2 separate regions of the Mus musculus genome follow, and region 1 is linked to region 2. A link is a contact called in public HiChIP or PLAC-seq data. All regions are on one chromosome and are shown on one strand. The core of a region is the stretch at or near the end of the contact, and the rest is flanking DNA. Distances in the headings are between cores, read along the strand shown. Region 1 has its middle 15 kb from the start of Krt20. Region 2 overlaps Tns4 (tensin 4).

What was found. HiChIP or PLAC-seq counts read pairs in DNA pulled down with a chosen protein or histone mark.
Region 1: an HNF4G HiChIP or PLAC-seq map of pancreatic cancer cells shows a contact between it and region 2. The contact joins two enhancer-like sites. A contact is called at or near these places in 2 of 39 promoter capture datasets (liver and pre-B cells) and 1 of 115 datasets of contacts at active chromatin or transcription factors (pancreatic cancer cells).

Annotation. Positions count from the first base shown.
Region 1 is chr11:99,449,950-99,456,459 of GRCm38.p6, forward strand. No RefSeq gene overlaps it. Among named protein-coding and RNA genes, the nearest start is that of Krt20, 15 kb to the left of the region's middle. Within about 2 kb of position 5,007, at least 22 of the 459 cell types and tissues checked have an H3K27ac peak or open chromatin away from gene starts, as enhancers often do. A contact at or near this core is called in pancreatic cancer cells, where this site is marked.
Region 2 is chr11:99,071,200-99,078,498 of GRCm38.p6, forward strand. Tns4 (tensin 4) reads right to left here. Exons shown (of 13, transcript NM_172564.3): 4 at 7,207-7,299; 5 at 4,334-4,420; 6 at 3,916-4,041; 7 at 2,697-2,789; 8 at 2,473-2,550; 9 at 1,010-1,081; 10 at 118-286. Among named protein-coding and RNA genes, the nearest start is that of Tns4, 14 kb to the right of the region's middle. Within about 2 kb of position 5,667, at least 51 of the 459 cell types and tissues checked have an H3K27ac peak or open chromatin away from gene starts, as enhancers often do. A contact at or near this core is called in pancreatic cancer cells, where this site is marked.

The sequences.
Region 1 (6,510 bases), core at 3,757-6,256, 380 kb after region 2:
TAGTGCCATGGGGGTGAATCAGTGGAAAAAGCAAAGGTTTAGAGACAGACAGTGCTATGAAAACTCAGAGGCGGGGAGAAGCCTGCAGGCTGAAGAAGGCAGGGAAGGCTTTGCAGAACAGTGACATCCAGGCGAGACATGATTTGCATAAGATTTGGAGTCATAGAGACAGTGAGGGAGAGTAGGGTCCTTGTTCACCAAGACCCTCAGTGACCTGTGCCCTGGGTATGACAGGGATGGGCCAGCAGGGGCTCAAGGACCATGCAATGGGAAGGTGGGTTGGAAAGCAAACAGACTAGGAAAGGCATGAAACCTGTCTAAAAAGTCATTTATTACATCTTTTAACAACACACAGAGAGATGGAGCGTTCCAAATATAGATCACTATCTTTTTAATGTACATGGATAAGAGAGATCAGGAAGTGTGGAACGTAAGACCAGAACATCTGTTCCGATAAAGAATCGAGGCAGGTGGATCTGCCCAGTCCAGGAAGTAAGCTAATTGCACCGTCTACACTCTAACAATCACTTGGGTGATCCAGTTTGGGCATCAGAGGGATTGAAGGAAGAACCCTACTAGGTGGGACCTCACTTAGTGTGATTCAGAAGAGCGAAGGTAAGGGGCAAATAGGAAAGCAAGCTTTTGTATTATCAAGAACCCTTCCTGTGCTTCATCTTATTCCTCTCATGTTTCCTACCCTTGAAACCTGGTGCTTTATACCTCCCTAGGGACCACTATACACCAAATGGAGACCTGTTTTGTTATTTTTTTTTCCAACAACGAGTTGTTTCTATTCAACTGCCACAATGTAACTAATACCAACCGACACAATGTAAGTAATATTTCTGATGCTTCGGTTTCCACGAAGACATTGCTTGTTGTTCACTAGGATTCTGAGCAATGTAAAGGAAGGAAAACCCAGAACAATTTCTTTTGTGTTTGACACAGTTACTGTGGGATATCAAATAATTGCTGCCTTGGAAGAAACAGAAGAGGGTTTTATGGCTGAATCTTAGGTTGATGGAGCTACAGGATGCTAGCAGGGTATACTTTTTCCAAAACAAATACGTCTCTGTGAAATGAGCTGTCAGAAAAACTCCAGATGTGGGAAGGCTGGAGTTATTAAAGAGTAATATTGGTTCAGAAGTGTTGACACTTTAATGGTGACACACATGCTTCTGGACAATTTGACCAAAACCCATCGCTTGTTTTCTTTCCTGCTGCAGGGTTTGTTTTGTTCCCAGAGCACGTGAAATTTTACTAGAGATTTACCTGATGGGTTTTTTTTTTTTTTTTTTTTTTTTTTTACAAAGTTCAGTACAGACTGCAGTGTGTGCTTATTTATGTTTTTGGAACATAATAAGTATGACCCTTTATCAGAATTCAGGTTTTAGAGCTCAAACCCCAATCCCCTTTCTCCCCTAATTAGGCTGATACAGTGTTTAAGAAATGTCAGAATTGAAAATTCTACAGCAAATCTGACCCAAGAACCAATGCTCAATGAACTGAAAAGTAGCTCTGGAAGGCACTTGTTCTGGGCTTGCCATATTCTTATGTTGAAAGGTGGCTCTTTATCTGCTGTCTATTTTCAGGCTGGTTCTTCTCCCATCAATGAGGATAACAAAGATAACTAACTCATCACTGACATGCCTACAGACCAACCCGATCCAGATAGGTCCTCATTGAGACTCTTCCCAGATGATTGTAGGTCAATAGACATCATCCCATCCAATGTCACTTTTGCCTGTTTTCTGAACAGATTATTCTGAGCAATTCTGCTAGCTGCCAAGGACTAAGACACAGAGGCAGAGAGCTGTTTCAGAACCTGCCTCTACACTTGTTTACCATGAGAACTTGGGCAAGGTGTTTTCTTCAGTCATGAAGTGGAGGATGGAGCCAGTGACCAGTATAGCATTGGTGTTAGGAGTAAATGAGGGTGTATCTCTGAGGTGCACAACATGGTACTTGGTAGTAGGAAGTACCCAGTGAACTGTAGCTCCTCATAGCAGATGTGATAATAGAAAGATAGGGATTATAAACTTGGTGATGGCTACAATCTGGTGAAGACCAATAACAAGCCATTAAATGTTAACTGGGGTAATCAAAAGCTGAATGGATAAAAAACAATGTGGGGCCTGCACATCAGGAGTTTTATGGAGCCATGAAGAAAACAGAAGCATGACATTTGCTGGGAAATAGAGCCAGAAATCAATGTGTTAGCTGAAGTGAGCCAGACTAAGAAAGACAAACACCACATGCTTTTTTTCTCATGCACAGAGTCTAGACTAAAACAATATTTATAAAGGTGTATATAAAGATGTATGTACTCATATGTGTGTGTAGATCATGAAACTAGAAAGGGGGTAGGAAGATATATTAGGGGAAAGAAAAGAGGGACATGGAAAAGGAGAGAGGGAACTGTCTGAGGTCTGGAGGAAGGCATCAGTCAGGGAAAGAGGGGGGAGGTGGGTAGGGAGGTGGGCAGGGAGGTGGACAGGGAGGTGGGCAGGGAGGTGGGCAGGGAGGGAGAATGAATGAGACCAAAGACAAATTGTAAATGAATGAAAAATGTCATAACAAAGCCCATTGTATACTAACCTAAAAACCACGAGGAAAAATAGTGTTGAAGTAAATAAATATTAGCTGGGTATGGTGGTACACGCCTTTAACATTATCATTTGGGAAGCAGAGTCAGGCAGATCTCTGAAAGTTCAAAGTTAGCCTGGTCTACATAGTGAATTCCAGGACAGCCAGAGCTATATGGTGACGTCATGTCTCAAAAAAAAGTATTGTCACTGGGCTCATATAGGTAATATTAGGTAAGTTGGAAACATATTTCTGAAGGAGACTGTGACTGAGGACATATATGATCACTTTGATATTCATATGCATAGTGACCAGGAAGTATTGCAAGTGGGAGGGTCTAAGAAAGACTTACAGAGAACATCAACTTTTCAGATATTCATGGACTAGTTAGGATAGAGTTTCATGTGATAAGGTCTTGTCCTAAAGTCTACTTACTCCAGAGGGGTGGGGAGGGGTGGAGAAAGAGAGAGAGGTGGGGAGAGAGATAAAAGGGAGAGAGAGAAGGTAGAGAGAGGAAGGGTGGATAAAGGAGGAGAGAGAAGAGAGGGGAGAGATAGAGCAAGGAAGAGAGAGACACACTGTTCTACAAGATCAGCAGAGCCTCGTGTCTCCTTCCTGTCCAGTGAATTCTACTCCCTTTCTGGCAGGAGCATAGGACCAGTGCAGGGAGAGACACACTGAAGACTGAGTCCACCTAGCAGTAAGGCCTTACTGTGCAAAGCTTCCTCTCTCTCTGTGCTAAATCAATCAATCTCTCTCTCTCTCTCTCTCTCTCTCTCTCTCTCTCTCTCTCTCTCTCTCTCTGTGTGTGTGTGTGTGTCTGTCTGTCTACAAGAACAGTGTAGTGAGAGACAGAGACAAAGATAGACACACACAGAGACACACATACAGACACACACACACAGAGAAACAGAGAGAGACAGAGACAGACAGACACACACAGAGACAGACAGACACAGAGACAGACAGACAGACAGACAGACAGACAGACACACACACACACACACACACACACACACACACACACACAGATTTAGCACAGAGAGAGAAGAATGGGCCTCTCTTTCCACTGATGGCCGACTAGGCCATCTTCTGATACATATGCAGCTAGAGACACGAGCTCCGGGGGGTACTGGTTATTTCATATTGCTGTTCCACTTATAGGGTTGCAGATCCCCCCAGCTCCTTGGGTACTTTCTCTAGTTCCTCCATTGGGGGATCTGTGATCTATCCAATAGCTGACTGTGAGCATCCACTTCTGTGTTTGCTAGGCCCCGGCATAGTCTCACAAGAGACAGCTATATCAGGGTCCTTTCAGCAAAATCTTGCTAGTGTATGCAATGGTGTCAGCGGTTGGAAGCTGATTATGGGATGGATCCCCAGATATGGCAATCTCTAGATGGTCCATCCTTTCGTCTCAGCTCCAAACCTTGTCTCTGTAACTCCTTCCATGGGTGTTTTGTTCCCAATTCTAAGAAGGGGCAAATTGTCCACACTTTGGTCATCGTTCTTCTTGAGTTGAGAGAAGCCATCTTTAGTCTCTCCCTGTTGCTAGTGTGTACCTCAAGGGACAGGGCTTTGCTCTCATCCTTAGTGTCTCCCTGGGTCTCCCCTGCACCTCCCAAGTCTGACTCTAACAGGACCTGTGGTGAGTCAGATGTCTGGGGAAGCTTGTCTTTGACGAGACCATGCACTCTCCCCTGTAACCATGTTTGTGCAGTACATACCCTTATCGTAGATTAGGTAAACCTTTTTTTTATCACAGTCAGACCAAAGGTGGACTTTGCTTAGCCCTCTCTGGAATCAGCGGCATCTAGTAAGACTTTTCTTGATTAGAAGGATTCGATATTTAGAAGAAAAAAAATGCCAGGCAGACACTAGATGGGGACACATTTTATTCAGCCATGTAATGAATGACATGGCTATTTTAGTTATAAAAGTCGGGAAGGGAGGAGGGGAGGGATAGAGAGTTTCTAACCCATCATCTGCATTCCTCTCTCGGGTCAGCTTTGTGAGTATATATGAATCTCTGAATCTTGACTGATAGTTCTGCTGTGTTGAATCTCCTAGCTATTTTTGGACAAAGCTGTTTTTTGGTTTTTTTGTTGTTTTTGTTTGGACAAAGCTTTTGCATCTATTTTTGGCCCTGAAAACTATGTAGAGCGCTCACACTCAGCAAATCGCGTCCTTACTGTTACCTGCAGGCATAAGAGAGTAATGGATTAGGGAGGTATTAAACGAGCTTACGTTCTCTCCCCTTTCCCCATCACTGCAACATCTTTACAGCCACGATATAACAGCATGAAAATGGACCCGGAAGACTCTGAGTCAACAATGCATGAGAAACAGGAAATCAATGGAAGACCACTCATCACAGGGACAAAATGTTCCTCAATCGACGTCTAAACAGCCCCACCTTCCTTCACGGTCCATTGCTCTGTGACCATGGGCTGAGCCAGTGAGTCAGCCGGCCCATTCAGAATAGTTTCGTGTGGGTGAAAGTTTACACATTAACTGCTTTCTTTTCTATCAGAATACAGCAGAAGTGTCCTAGCCATATGGCTCAGATTAGAAATAAATGGCTGAAATTTACTCCTAGCCGAGGAACCCAAGAATCAAGGCCTTTTCTGGGAGACTTAGGCATAGCTCTTTATGGCAAGGTCTCCCCTGCAGTGAACCCTGATGAGGGAGATGGTCCTTGCTCATCCAAACTCTTTTCTTTGATGCTGGATGTGAATTCATACATCGTACTCAGGGTGAAGCAGGGAATGTCCAGGATGGGAGGCTCATGGTCTGAACACTTGGGACCTATCTAGATACTTCATTAGCATGGAGATCTCCAGGTTTTTGTGTTTTGTTTTTGTTTTTAAGATTTATTTATTTATTTATTTATTTATTTATTTATTTATTTATTTAATGCATATGAATACACTCCCATTGCTCTGTTCAGACACACCAGAAGATGGCACCAGACCCCATTACAGATGGTTGTGAGCCACCATGTAGTTGCTGGGAATTGAACTCAGGACCTCTGGAAGAGCAGTCGGTGCTCTTAACCACTGAGCCATCTCTCCAGCCCAAACTTCAGGTTTTTATGCTATGTGGCCCATTGTCATGGTCCTCTCAGTGGGGTGTCAGGGTTATGTGTTCCAGATCAGGTACTTGGGCAGAGTATTGGCTCCATGCCTGCTGTTCTCAATTCTGAGATTCCCCTGGGTTTGAAAACCTGTTCGACATTGCCAGTTCTTCTGTCTGGTAGCATGGTCCACTTGCCCTAAGGAAAACTAACATTCCTTCATTAGCTTCTCAGCTTGAGTGAGGACTTGTAAGCCCCTCCCACATTGTAATGCAATGACCAGAATACAGCATTCCCCAGTGTTTCTCTCTTTCCCACCCTCCAGCTTCTGCCTCCTCTGCTGCAATGTTCCCTGAGGGTTGGGCATGGAGATGATGGGGTGCTGATATAAATGTCCCATTTAGGGTGAGCGCTCACAGACACTTACTTATTCTCAGCACTTCGGTCAGTTGTGAGTCTGCATTTTTCACCACTCATTGCATTAAGAAGCTTTTTGATCAAAGTCAGAGACAATACACATCCATGGACACAAACGTTAAGTATTTAGAAGGCAGCTTGACAGTATGGCCACTTAGCAATAGTTAGTTCTATCAAGGGCCCATGACCTCCTCCCCAGCCGTGGGACTTGGAGAAGTTTTCCACTAACAGGCACAGATTTCTCTCTGCAAAGCAGGCCTCCAGTCCAGTCAGAAAGCAGCTGGTTACCAGCATGACAGCCATGGCTCTATTTCATCCATGAGCGCATCTTGCTTAATAGGTTGACATTACAATATGGAAGCTTTCTTGCCCAGTTCACGTTGTTTTCTTTATATCCTGCAGCTGACATGTATGGTGTCTGCAGCAATAGG
Region 2 (7,299 bases), core at 4,417-6,916:
CCAGCATTTACCACCCCTTCTGGATCCAGGGCCCTGACCCTCTGTCTGTCTTTGGCCTTCCTTCCAGCCCTACTCCTAAGTTAGCCTCACAGCCCAGGAGCTAGGAGAGGCTCTTACTTCCTTTGGACGTCTGTCAGAGTAATGCCCTGTTCAGTGACTTTGAAGTGGACGACAGTGGGTGTGGGGAGGACATCCCTCTCCAAGGTGACTGAGATAGCCTTCTGCACAGCCAGGGCTCCGCTCAGGGTCTCCACACTCACAGAACTCAGGTACAGTGTGTGGCAACCTGTGGGGTACAGATAGGAAACAGGATCTGTAGCCAGGGTCTTATAGTGTGTGTGGATCCCTGGATTCTGGTCCTTCCTTTGCCCAGGGACAGGGATGGGGGAAGAAATGCCTTTCTGCATTAGGAATCCATGGGATTCTTTTAGAGCCACCAAAAATACTTGGAGTACAAGGGTGACCAAAACTGTTTTTCCTCTACTTAGGGCTATCCTACCCCCGTGGCGAGCATAGAGAGAGAAAGGAGGACAGCCTTTGTGATCTGGGGAGTGGGGCACAAAATAGGAGCTGTCACTGAGTATTGATGGATGCTTAGCCTCTGAAGTGGGGAGAGGACTAGGGCTTTGAAATCCATATGACTCAGACCTCATCCCCCACCGAGGAACCAGACCTGGAGACCACCCCCAGGGCAGGAATCTCAAACACAGAAAGGCCCTAGTATAGATCCGTGTACAGTGTGTGCAAGGGGTGTTGGCTTTCAGCTTACCCACCCCCTGCCCCCAACACTCTTCTTCCCTCCCCACTGGCCCACAGCATCAACCTCTCATCTCTGGGTTTATGGAGCCGAGGAGGGGGGCAGTGGGTTGTTAAAGCTGTAGAAACAAAGCAGTAATGGAAAGCATGTGTGGGCCTGTGTGTGTGTGTGTGTGTGTGTGTGTGTGTGTGTAGGGCTGGGGAGTGGTCTCCAGGGTTGCAGTGAGCCTGGCGCCTCCCCTATACCACTTACCGGCTGATATCTTCAGGCAGGAGGTCTGGCCGTGTGTGGGGGAGTCCGATGCTGGCTCTGCACCTCCCAGTTCTGAGCAGAGGCAAAGGGAAATGCCCAGGGGAGAGGGTGGAATGAGCGGACCTCTCTCAGGGGAGCAGCCCTCAAGAATCCCTTTGAACATCTCCCACAGCCTCCCACAGGGATGACAGGCTGGGAAGCCAGGTGTGATTGCCTCAATTACAGAAACAAGGACAACCTTACCTGGTTTGCAAGTCTTTGATCCCTTCCTACCTCTATCCCCGGCCTCCCAGGTCCTGGCCCCGCTGCTCAGACCACTTCCTCACAAGCCCCAGACTTCTTCTTTTGGACCCCATCCTAGCCCCCTCTTTCAAGAGTAGGGATGCTGTCTCCATCGCTTGTTTAGGGCTGGCTCTTCCTGTCCCCTCTTCACCTTCATTCCTGCGCAACTGAGATGACCCATTGGTCCAGAAGCTCCAGTGGATGAGGCTGCTGACCTGGGCTTGGGGTCCCCTCTACCCCCACTCCCCACCCCCATCCCTGCCCACAAAACAGGGTTTCTCTCTGTAGACCAGGCTGGCCTTGAACTCACAGAGACCCACCAGGCTCTGCCTCCTGAGTGCTGGGATTAAAGGCATTGTAGCACCACTGCCAGACATTTTTTAAAAATTATTATTTTTTATCAGTCTTATTATATTGTGCTGACTGAACTAGAACTCACTCTGTAGCCTTAAGCTCCTGGTCATCCTGCTGGGATTATAGGCAAAGGCCACAGCTTCATTTGTTACCAATGAAATGGGGCAGTAGGCAAGAGTTATACAGGGGGTGGTAGTGGCGTACGTTTGGAGAATAACATCAGACGCGTTCGTCAGCTGTTGGATTTAGGCTCTTTTATCCTTTCAAAGAAGGCTGCTGACTCTCTAAGGCAGCAGCTCTCAACCTTTCTAAGGCTTCGACCCTTTAATACAGTTCCTCATGCTGTGGTGACCCCCACTATAAAATTACTTTCATGGCTACTTCGTAATTGTAAGTGTGCTACTGTTATGAACTGTCATGTAAACATCTGATACACAAGGTATCTGATACGAGACCCCTGTGAAAGGGTGGCTCAACCCTTAACCAAAACAGGCTGAGAAACACTGCCCTAAGGTCTACTCTGAACCAGGCACTGTGTAGTAAGCCTGGCCTGAAAAATCTCACTGAATCTGGTCGATGGTTGTTCTTATTTGTGTGTGTGTGTGTGTGTGTGGGTGGTGGTGGTGGTGGTGGGGAATGGCATGGCATGGCAGTGGCACCGAGGCTCAGAAGCATAAACATCCTTAAATTCTCACAGGCGGGAAGTGGAGGACCACACGGACCTGGTCCAGAGCAAGCACATGCCACACTGGCCCTAATAAAATTCATAAACAAGGTTGAAGTAGCCACTGGAAGCCTTTTTAGTGGGACCGACAGCTTTGACCTACCTTTCTGTGGGATGGTGAGTTTGCAGGGCAGGGCCAGGGCCATAATGGAGTGCTGGCACACGAAGGAAGAGAGGCTCCCTGCAAGGGAGAAGGGAACTCTCAGTGAGTAGAGCTTTCTCAGACCCCTTCACAGTGCAGGAAGCCAAGCCCAGAGGCATGGAGACTGGGGAGGCTGGGGAGGCTGCTAGTGGCTGGGGAGGCTGCTAGTGGCTGGGGAGGCTTACCAAAGTAGGGCTCCTCATCTGCTCCTTTCAGATGTACTCCTTTGGCCGAAGACTCAATCAGGAAGTGACGGATAAGGTCACTGCTGTCCTCGCCTAGACAAAGAAGGAAGGAGTTTTGTTTCAGATCCTTGTGTTAGCCAGACCCTGGCCAGCTTGGCCCTGCCCACTTCTCCCAGGTCTACCCCAGGCTGTCATGATACCCTCTGCCTCCCCGTGGAGGTGCAGATAGGAAACCTGTTTTCATGGACTCCAAGGTGCTAGCACGTTTGCACAGAGGGGTCTGTATTTTGAAACTCACCCACCCATCCCAGGTGCCATTATTTCCTATCAGCTCATCCCTGTTGGAGCAGAGCTGGCTCTGACCCCACCCACCACAGCTTACTCCTTCATCTGGGCTCATTGCCTCTTGCAAGGCTTCTTTGAAAATCGAAGCCTGCCCCAGAAGTTGCTGAATCCCCCACTCCCAACATTATGCTGTGGCTACAACCCATGTTAAGCAATACTTCTACCTCTGAGCCAACTCCCCAAATCCCTGTTAACAGGACAAGGTTGGGGGGTCTACCCTCATTCTACACCTTAAATTCCTTGGAGGTCATTCACTCCTAATTGGGTTAAGTGAGGGGACTACTACCCTGGGACTTTGTAGTACTGGCATGATTTATTCTCATCTGCCTCCCCAGTAAGGTAGTTTCTGTGCGCGAGCCCTCTATACACATGCCTGGTTCCTTACACAGGGCCTGGTATAGATAGATCTTCTAGATCTCTCAAGAGACGTGTGCTGAGTTACCAGATGACCACGTGAGATTATAGGTGGGCCATTACACACATGTTAAGCTCTCTCACACAGGATGAGCTACTGAACACATGGCAAATTATTTTATGAATGATAAGCTATCGGGAGTGTGATAAGCCCACAAATACATTAGTTATATTAGGTTCCTGGAGATGAGTCCAGGCTAGACAGAGGTGCCCAGAAGACAGCAGCCTGAGGAGAGGCTGGGACCTTTTTTCAAGGGTGGAATAGGGAATCTGGGGAGGCAGGGGCATCTCAGGCTTTCAGAGTTGGTCTCCATGGTGCCTAGGTGCTAGAGGGTGGGCTGGGAGAGCTGAGAGGTAGACTGTCCTCCCTGGAGTCACCCTGATAGTCACTGTCAAGCTGGGGCAGAGTCAACCATGGTGGGGGCTCCAAGGTGATCAAGCAAAAGATGTACATACATACCTGGTCGGTTTGGAGCAGATGCGGAAGTCTCCTGTACCTTCAGGGCAAGGCCGAAGGAGCCTCTGTAGGAGGAACTGTCCCTGATGACAAAGGCACCCGGCTTCTCCGTCCTCAGGAGATTGATTGCTGAAACAGTCTTCAGTTAGAAGGCCATCCACTCTCCCACTCTCTAATCCCATCCGCATAGGGATGTCACACAACCATTTGTCCCCAGGAAGTCTTTCTCCAGTCTACTTTCTGCATGTTTTGGTTATTTCCTAATGAGGCCAGCAGGTCACCCACACTTCCGCTGCCTGCTGTTTGTCACCTGCTTTTTTTTTTAACCATGACCTGGGGCCCCATCTGCCTGCTTCGCATGGTTACTGAGTTGATATGATTACTGAGTGGCCTGTCCTCTGGGACCCAGTCCTGGCTTTACCTTGCTCTCGAGTGATGCTTGGCTTAAACCAATACTTTGATGTGTCCATCACGAACTTCATGGTGGGCTGCATGTCCTTGGCAGGACCTGGAGACAGGCAGAGAAGAGGCGCGCTGTAGACTGGATAGAGGGTTGCTAGGAGACGACTATAGAAAGTGCAGGAGACCCGCCCTGATCCTCTTCCCGGAGATCCCATTCTGCTCATCCTTCCTGAGCCCAGGAAGATCTCCCGGGTCTCTCCAAGTAGCTCCTGGAGGGAAATCCAGCTGGAGCTGGAGCTCACTGCACAGAGTGCTTGCCTAGCATGCACAAGGCCCTGAGTTTGATCCCTAACACAACATAAAACCAGAACTGGTGGTGCATGGCTCTGATCCCAGTGTTTGGGAAGCCAAGGCAGGGGGACAGCATTGAGCACAAAGCCAGCTTGACTACAGAATGAAACCCTATCACGAAAGCTGACAACAGTCCTGGCAAGATGGCTCCGTGGGGAATAGCTGTTGTGATGCAGGTCTGACAACCTGAGTTTGATCCCCTGAACCCACTTTTTTCTACCCCACTCGCTCGCTCCGGCCATATTTATTTCATATATGTGAGTACATAGTCACTGTCTTTAGAAACAGCAGAAGACGGCATCAGATGCCCATTTCAGATGGCTGTGAGCCACCATGTGGTTGCTGGGAACTGAATTCAGGACCTCTGGAAGAGCAGTTGGTGCTCTTAATAGCTGAGCCATCTCTCCAGCCCTATTTTATTTTTATGAATACACTGTAGCTGTTTTCAGACACACCAGAGGAAGGCATTGGATCCCATTACAGATGGTTGTGAGCCACCATGTGGTTTCTGGGAATTGAACTCAGGACCTCTGGAAGAGCAGTCAGTGCTCTTAACCACTGAGCCATCTCTCCAGCCCCCCTAAACCCACTTTTAAAAAAATCATTGGCAGCCGGGCGTGGTGGCTCACGCCTTTAATCCCAGCACTCGGGAGGCAGAGGCAGGCAGATTTCTGAGTTCAAGGCCAGCCTGGTCTACAGAGTGAGTTCCAGGACAGCCAAGGCTACACAGAGAAGCCCTGTCTCAAAAAACAAAACAAAACAAAAAACAAACAAAAAATCATTGTTTGACTTCCACGTGTGTCCTGTGGCATCTGCCCCACCCCGGCAACAATGATAAAAGTTTTTTGTTGCTGTTTTAAAGGCATACCTGAGGTGCCATTTTTTTCTGTTTATGTTGCTTTTATGGGAGTGACTCATCTGGGACTACAAGTGAGTAGCTCATATACACATCTTGGGAAGCCCAAGGAGGAGCCAGGCTCTGCCTGCAGATGGCTGAGGGGGGAGTGTCTGGGACAATGTCCTCAGGTCTCTGTGCATGGGAGGTATGTGCCCAGAGAATGCTTCGGCTCAGCCTGTGTTTACTGTTTCGGATTCTTTGGAAGTCTGTAGTCACAGGCTCCAGGAAGGAGGGTGTTTGCTGTTTTGTGGTTTTCAGCCATCTGTGTTGGAATGTATTGTCTCCATTCTGTTTGCCCCCTCTATGTTATCGTCAGCATCATCCATGAGTGAACGTCAGAGTGAGGACTGATGCACCCTCTGGCTCTCCTTGGATCAGCCAGTTAGTCACTAAGCCTCTTGCTCAGATAGCCTGAGGGTTGCCTGGCTCCCTTTACCTCAATTGCCCAGCCCTGATTCTAGCCCTGCAACCCTTCTGCCAAGCTTCCGGGTCAATCATTCTGCTTGTACTGCTGACCACACATCTTCCCTGATTTACTTCCTAATGGCCCTATTGTCCCAAGAAGGAACTCCACTTTTTAGTTTGACATTTGAGGACTCATACAATCTGCTACTATTCTCATTGACCTGCACCTAACATTCTAGAAGTTTCCTTACTGTGTATACTGTGTGGGCTCATTGTTCTAACTATGAGGTCCCAGTTGTCTCTGCAAGGAATGTCTGTAGCTGGTCTTTGCTACTTTGTGGGTTCTTCTTTTTCCCACCCTTTATCTCCCAGGTTTTACCTCCTAGCACTAGATAGAAGAAAAGAAAGATGAGAGATGAGCAAGGAGAAGGAGGGAGGAAGGAGAGGAGGGAGGGAGAGGGAGAGAGAGAAGAAGGGAGGGAGAGGGAAAGAGAAAAAGAGAGAGATCCCTGAATCTAATTTCTTTCCTTTTGTTTTTTTGTTTGTTTGTTTGTTTGTTTGTTTTTTCCAGACAGGGTCTCTCTGTGTAGTCTCAGCTGTCCTGGAGCTCACTCTGTAGACTAGACCGGCCTGGAACTCAGAGATCTGCCTGCCTCTGCCTCTCAAGTATTGGGATTAAAGGTGCGTGCCACCACTGTCCGGCTATTTTGTTTCTTTCTTTCTTTTTTTTTTTTTTTTTTGAGCTCGAGACTACTAACAAGCCACACCCACCTCCCCTGATCAACCATTATCCACCAACCTCAGTTCCCCTCCCAGGGCTCTAGCACTTATAAACCCTCTGAAAAGTTCCCAGAATTCCAAAGCCACACAACGGCAGAAACTATCCGCAGCTGGCAAAGCTGTAGCCCTGATTTGCAAGAGGCAAATCACAGCCAGCTGCTGCAGACAATCCAAAGCAGCCTCATACCCCACACCTGGGATTAAAACAGACTTGCTTATACTATTTCTGTGTGTTTTTTAAAGAAACCCAAATCCCAGAATCCTCCCTACAAATGTCTTCTCCGTTCCTCCGGCTGCAACTTAGGCGTCACATCGCCCGTTTTCTAGGCTGCCTGGCATAGAGTGGGTAGTCAAGAAAAGTGTGAAGTGGCTGTTTCCAGCCCCCCTGTCCCCCTTGGACTTTGACTAGTCCCCTTAACTAAACAGTGCTATGCTGGAGGTACTGAATTACAACATACCATCTGGAGATGCAGGGAGAGGAACATCTGGCAGAGTCTTGCTGGGGCTCTTAATGGCTTGACAGAGGTGGCTGGGAGATGTAACCCTAGACT